Linked DNA regions of Macaca mulatta: region 2 is linked to region 1. The links are chromatin contacts, called in public Hi-C maps. All regions are on one chromosome and are shown on one strand. Each heading gives the region's core, a stretch centred on a gene start, on an enhancer-like site or on the middle of the called end of the contact. The rest is flanking DNA. Distances are from core to core; before and after follow the strand shown. Region 1 overlaps APH1B (aph-1 homolog B, gamma-secretase subunit). Region 2 holds the start of LOC144329917.

Region 1 (3,102 bases), core at 149-2,648:
TGTCCTCTAACTTGCAGCCAGATTTAAAGGGCCTTGACTTTATCCTGTAGGTCCTGAAAAGGCAAACCATTTTTGTAACAGGGAGGATTAGTTTGGTAGTTGCATACAGGATTCACATGGAAAGTGTGTTAAGGAAAGACTAACCAGTTGAGGGCAGATGGTGGTAAGCCAGAGAGGAGATGTCAAGGCCTGAACTGAAATGGAAACAAAAGGTCTACTGAGAACGGTGAATGGGCATCCACTGGGCTTGGGGATCACTATGACATTCAGCATGCCTCTAAACTATTGGAGAAATTTTTAAAAAATCGGTCATACCTCTTTATATCTTTTCTATTATTACCTTAAACTGTTACTGGAATGCTTACTCACATTTTTTTTTCTCTTATTCCCGTATTACAGGGTAAACTCCCTGAGGAGTTTTAGCATAGATGCTATTAAAAGAATGTACAAATCATGATGTGAATCAGTTATTTCAATGGCGTAACTGTTGTGGAAATGACTAAAAATACAGTGGGTGTTTTCCCCCTATTTTTAAAAGAGTCTTCTTGTGGAACTTAGAAGAAATCTACATTAATTATGTACACTGCCAACTCTCAAATTTGTGATCACTGCATCATGATGACAATTTTTAGCTCGTGGATGAAAAAGCAATTTGAAATGAGTCGGTCCTTTTCGCTGCATCGTTTGGATGAAATGATCATCTATTATCCCATTTTTCCTCTCAATTTCAAGATTACATTATACTGCCTATTCCCACAAAAGGCACCACAATGACAATTACAGATTAGGGCTTCTACTGAAGATAACATAAAATCATAAAAACCAAAAAGAGCACATGGCCTTTAAAAATCCACTTCTAACATTTCAACTATACAGCAACATTGTTAGTACAGCAAAATAAAAATAAATTTAACGCAAGCTAAATTCCACTCTAAAATTCTAAAACACTCTAACCAAAATTTTTATTTTCCAAATTAAGTCTTTTACTTCACAGTGCCTCAGGGTATTTCGCCTTTAAAAGACATAACATAAATTCCTATTCACTGGAATTCCTAAGCCAGTGAACTCCAATAAGAATGATCATTTAGACTAGAAGCCTGAATGTTGACAGCTATGAGAGACATACCTGAATAAAGGAAGAACTGAGGAGAATCTCCATGAATGCCGACTGTGCCTGGCCCCAAGGAGTCAGATAGGGTATTCACAAAGGAAAATACTCCACTCATGATTCCAAAGCCCAAGCCAGAAACTAAACAGGAAGAAAAACACTGTTAACTCTTTTCCTGCCAAGATTTCAAGTCAAATTTCCAAGGACTAGTTAATATAAAGTGTGTTGGAGGGGAAAGGGTGCTTATGTTCTGCCTGAAGCAGCAGACAGCTGGCTCTGGAAAGGCATGTGCTTGGCTAAATGACAAATCGGAGAGGGAAGGGGGAAGAGGAAAGGCAATGAATGGCTGAATGCAGCAGAGTCATGAAAAAGGGGAGAAAAGGGTCTAGAAAGGCACAGAAGAAATAGTTGAGACAGAGGATACAACACCAAAACTCTGGCTTTACTTAATGATAACAGAGCCTTCAGAGTCAAGTTTGATGGCTTAGAACCGAAATTGAGTGTAAAGGGGAACGATGTATTCCTGAGCCCAACTGGGGAACCTGGATCCAATCTTAAACATAATTCTCCAAGTATAATATGCAGAGATATTAACTGCTTTAATATGAAGACTACTCCTAGAACAGCCAAAGTAAGATTCGGAGAAAGTAACAGTTTCATCACTTAGAAAATCTTAGTTAGGGTACATACACATTAAAAATCTAACTTTCAAACCTGGTTAATATATAATGGACATACAGGTAAGGGTCACTTGTAATCACTTTCATTTACAAAAGGAACCTGGAAGGCGGGGATAATAAGCAATTCTGTATACCAATAGGCCAAGGCAGTAATACCAATAATCTTTTGAAATCTACAAAGATACAAAAGATACAAATGACTTTTATGCCAAGTCTGATTTGTTTTCCTTAATGAAACCATGTGTTTCTAACTTACCATAGGCCAGCAGTCGCATAGAGGGCGCTGTCTCACCTGGGTTTATACTCTTCAAACCCTCACTGGCTTTTCTAAAATAAAACCACATATGTAATTAAGAAGAAAAAAAAAGGGGGCAATATATCAGAAAAGTCCAATAAGATACTTCAAACCCAGATACCCACTGAGGCTTTGCATCAGGTTATACTCTAAATCTATAATTTATTTAAACAAAACCCAGCAAATTTTCAATGAACTAAAATCAACCAAAATAAACAACTAATTTTTACCTTTTGACATTCGCATAAAAGAATAAGAAAAATATAAGTAAACAAGCCATCAGGAATTGAATTTAAAAAGATAAAAACCACAACACTTTCAACTGCTTTCTGAACTCGGCAAATATTTAATTCAATATCCTGTGGGATCTACCACTCTGACTTTTTTTTCCCTTCCCAAAGTACTCTATCATTATTCCTGCTTTCTTGGCACTTTGTTCTATCTTCTACCAGGACTATACTTGCTCCGCCACCCTCCCTTGTACCTTCCACTCTGTAGAACCTAAACTACACTCATCCTTCAGAGTCCACTTCAGGCAGCAATTTGTTAAAGAAGCTGCCTCTACCAATGGTTGGTAATCACTAATCTCTCCTTATTCTTAAATCCTAGAATACCGATGGTCTGAACTCTCACATGAGTATTTAATCGTATGATCTTCTGATTCTAAAACATTTTACATATTTGTTTTATATCACAAATATGTAAATAAGGCTTCAAGGGAGAAAGTGATCTTATACTTTCTTTGTATCTTGCAGAATACAATGCTACCCTCAGAATAGGAGATAAATGAACCCTTGAATGAAAGAACAGAATACTGCTCAAGAGAAAATAATCTTCAGCCGAGCATGGTGGCTCAGCACTTTGGGAGGCCAAGGTAGGAGGATCACTTGCATCCAGGAGTTCGAGACCAGCCTGGGCTACACAGCGAGACCCTGTCTCTATAAAAAATAAAATAAAATAAAGAAATGATCTTCAGAGTGCTCTTATGCATGCTTCTGTTGTGGCCAATTTATAAACTT
Region 2 (3,428 bases), core at 103-2,602, 320 kb before region 1:
AGCTGGTGCTGGGTGGAGCCGGAGTGTGAGCAGCGCCCATAGTGCTCCTCGCCTCTTCCACCCACCCAGAATCCTCCCCAGTGACCCAGGACCAGGCGGCTGCGGGGAGGCCGAGAGCCTTCACTAAATGTGACGCATCAGTGACTACAGCCCTGAAATTGAAATTGGAAGCCCAGGCTTGTGTTCACGTCCAGCAAATCCAACAGGTGAAAAATCTAGCTTGTCATCAGCTTATAATAGTCCCATTATCAAAAGCTTAGCCAGGGCTGCTGATTTTGCTTTTAAGTGTTTGAGGCTTTTTTTTTTTCTTCCAAATCATTTATTTTTCTCTTATGATATGAGAACAGTAGAAAATATGGATAACTATGCAGTTTATGTAAGCATTCAACAATTGGGAGCGAATTTTCTACAATCCCGAGAGCGGTCACTCCGGGAGCGCATCCGCCCCAAGAAAGGTGGGCAGGCAGCCGCGCGTGCGGGCAAAACCTCAAAGAGGAGCGGCTCGGTGGCTCTTTCTGCCCCTGCTTCCCCTCCTCCTGCTTTACCGAGATCACTACCGGGGGCCCTGGAGACGGCCGTCCCCAGGGCACTCCGGGAGCCGACCGAGTCTCGCGGGGTCGCTCCGCCCGGAGGCTCTCCAGACCCCTGCGCGCGGCAGCCCTGGCCCCAGTCACCCCTGCGCGCAAGCCCGCGAACTCCGAGTGGTCAGGTCCTCCCCACCGAGGTGATTTCGATTCAACGGCGATCGGAGTCCCCGAGAAAGGTGCAGGCGCCTCCCGCCGCCGTGGGGAGCGCACAGCAGAAAGCTTGGGGCGTAAGCAAGAGGGGAAAGGAGGTGGTGTTGAGTGAGAACCAGCCGAGTGTTTTCCAAACATCCATTTAATCTTGGGTTTATCCTATGTATAAAATCTTAACGTGAGGTAGGCTTTCTTATTCCCACTGTGCAGACAGGGAAAATGAGGCTCAGAAGATGCGGTGGTGGTCTGCAAGGTGGAAGAGCTGGGTTCGCAGCCAGGACGGTCTGAGGCTGCGCTCCTTCCCCGGGGGCCGCAGCGGGGCGGCGTCTAGCGCGGCAGAAGCTTGCCGAGGGCCGCGGCAGGCGCGCGCGGGCGCGGGGGCTGGTCGGGCAGCATGGCGGCGCTGTGCTCTGCCCGCAGGGCTAGGCGCGGGCACGCGGCGCGCAGGTGGCGCAGGCCGGCCGCGCTCACGTTGCGGCAGAAGTCCACGTGCAGTGTCTGCAGCGCGCGCCCGTCCGCCGCCACGGCCGCCAGCGTGCGGTTGGTGACGCGCGCGCAGTTCTCCAGGCGCAGTGCGCGCAGGCGTGGGCAGCAGCGCAGCAGGCGGGCCAGGCAGTCGTCGGTGACGTGGCCGCAGCCCGACAGCGTGACAGACGCCAGGTTGGGGCACCTGTGAGGAGAGTGCGGTGACCCGGGGCTCACTGGCTTGTTAAAGCCACCCAACCGCCCCGGGGACTGGGTGGACTCATTTACCGAGGAGGACTCGGGCCCTGCGAGGTGAAGACACTTGGCTGCGATGACACGGCAGGGTTCCACGTCGACTTTCTGGCCGACCCATTTTCCCTGTTCTTTCTGCCCCTGCACCCCACCGTACCTTCATTTGCGTGGGTTCTTGGCTCGTAGCCTCGGGAGCCCTAGTGGGAAGCCCTGACCCCGGCCCAGCAGAGTTCTGGGGCGGCTGTGGACAGAGGGAATGCCGGTTCTGGGAGCCACAGCCCTTGTCTCTTTGTTTCACTCTGGATGTGCTGCCTCGCAGGGGAGCGGTGCGTGGCGACTGACTGCTCCAGTCTAGCTTCAAGCCTGAGGCCCCTGAATGTCCCGGCGGGACGTGAGTGGGAAGAGGGATTTGTTTCCTTGGAGGTGGCTTAGTGACAGGCCCATCCCAACCCTCGAGGCGGTGGGGGCACGCGTCAGCATTGAGTCCGGGTTCAGCTTAGTTGACTAGAGCTGTTTCTGCATCCCCTGGGCCACCAGCCTGGAAAAGGGCAGGGATTGGAGGCAGCTAGACGCAGGCCCTGAGCAGGTACAATCAGGGACATCCACCCAGGTGGCTTGCCCAGAAAGCTTGGGGGAACTCTCTGCTGCAGCCTCACCAGCCCCTCCCAACAAAAAAAAGATCTTGAGCCAAGTTAGACTTGGCTTATCGCCGTGTCAGTCACTCAGAGAGCCTTCGTTTGCTCTGCATGGGGGAATAATGTCTACCACTGGGGTTGGGAGGAGCCTGCAACGGGGCCTTCCACAGGCAGTCATAACCCGCTTTCCCTGGAAACAAACGGGACCAGCCTGCTCCCAGTCCAGAAGGACCGACTAATGGGCTGGGGCCTTGGCTCCGCGCAGCCAGAGGGAGCTAGAGTCTGGACTGGGGAAGCGTTTCCCTTTCCCCGTCAGCACCCCCTGCAGCTCCGTGACTGCCCCTGGCTGGGCCAGCTCAGCTCCTTTGTGCCTGGGGTGGGAAGTAAGGCACTAAAATACGCTGGGCGCAGCCAGGTGTCACACCGAGCCCAGGCCTCCTTCAGGTTCATGCGCCTTCGTTAGTCACCCCGTCAACCTCTGCACCCCTAGTTTTGTAAGTGGAGAAACTGGCCCAGGGAGCTCAAGGGACTGGCCGGTGACTGACTTGCTGTCAAACCCAGGACAGATGTCTGAACCTTGCTGAGCGCCACTTTCTCATTTGTCAAGTGGGAGGAATTGTTACCTTCAAGGTGGTTATAAGGATTAGCTGTTTAAGCCTCAAAGGTGTTGGGTGATCTTTTCCTCTAAGAATCTTGGAATAATTCTGATACAGGGAAAAAACAAAGAGCGGACTGTCTCCCCGCCCAGCCATCCTCAGCCGTTCCTCCCGACCTGAGCCGAGCGCCAGAAGAACCAGATTCGGTAGACGTTCTTCCGTACCTACTGTGTGCCAGGTGCCACTGTGTCATTCTCTTATCGGATAAGAAAAATTTAGCACATTTTACAGAAGGAGAAATGAGGTTGCAAGAGTTTAAATATTTGAGCTGGGATCACATGGTTGGACGAACTGGGTGACCCAGCAGAGCCTTTTGCTTTTTATGTGACAGCAGGGCCCCTTGCTTGATCAGTACAGTGGCCTGGGAGGTCCACTTCACACCTGCAGGTTTGGAGCATTAAGCTCGGTTCTCTTACAGTAAGAATGGGACAATTTCAGGACATGTTCTGCCATTCGCACCCTGCTCCGCCGCCGCCCCGCCGCCCCGCCCCTCGCCATATCACTCTCTAGTCTGATTCTTGGGCCTTGTTAAGCCCATGAAAATGGCCTTGTCCAGTCAGGGCCCAGCCCCAAGTCCATCTTCTGTTTTCTCCCAGCTCAAAAGAAAGGTGGGGTCATGACGCTGTTTCCTTCCACTCCTGTAGTGCTGCCAGCAAATAGCAACTATGAACTTGGGTGGCAGT

Evidence for each region. Hi-C and Micro-C count contacts between places; a contact is called where the count stands out from the background.
Region 2: a contact with region 1 is called in a Hi-C map of fetal cortex germinal zone, with 4 times the contacts expected there. The contact joins the promoter of LOC144329917 here to the enhancer-like site in region 1. A contact is called at or near these places in 2 of 14 Hi-C or Micro-C datasets (fetal cortex germinal zone and liver).

Annotation. Positions count from the first base shown.
Region 1 is chr7:40,619,762-40,622,863 of T2T-MMU8v2.0, reverse strand. It overlaps APH1B (aph-1 homolog B, gamma-secretase subunit), which reads right to left. Exons shown (of 6, transcript XM_001105067.5): 3 at 2,045-2,115; 4 at 1,127-1,249. Among named protein-coding and RNA genes, the nearest start is that of APH1B, 9.8 kb to the right of the region's middle. Within about 2 kb of position 1,398, at least 8 of the 40 cell types and tissues checked have an H3K27ac peak or open chromatin away from gene starts, as enhancers often do. A contact at or near this core is called in fetal cortex germinal zone, where this site is marked.
Region 2 is chr7:40,936,693-40,940,120 of T2T-MMU8v2.0, reverse strand. It overlaps LOC144329917, which reads left to right and starts at 1,352. Exons shown (of 5, transcript XR_013395656.1): 1 at 1,352-1,845; 2 at 2,803-2,923. It overlaps LOC706086 (F-box and leucine-rich protein 22), which reads right to left. Exons shown (of 2, transcript XM_001106074.5): 2 at 297-1,407. The coding sequence ends at 1,065. It also overlaps the pseudogene LOC106999197.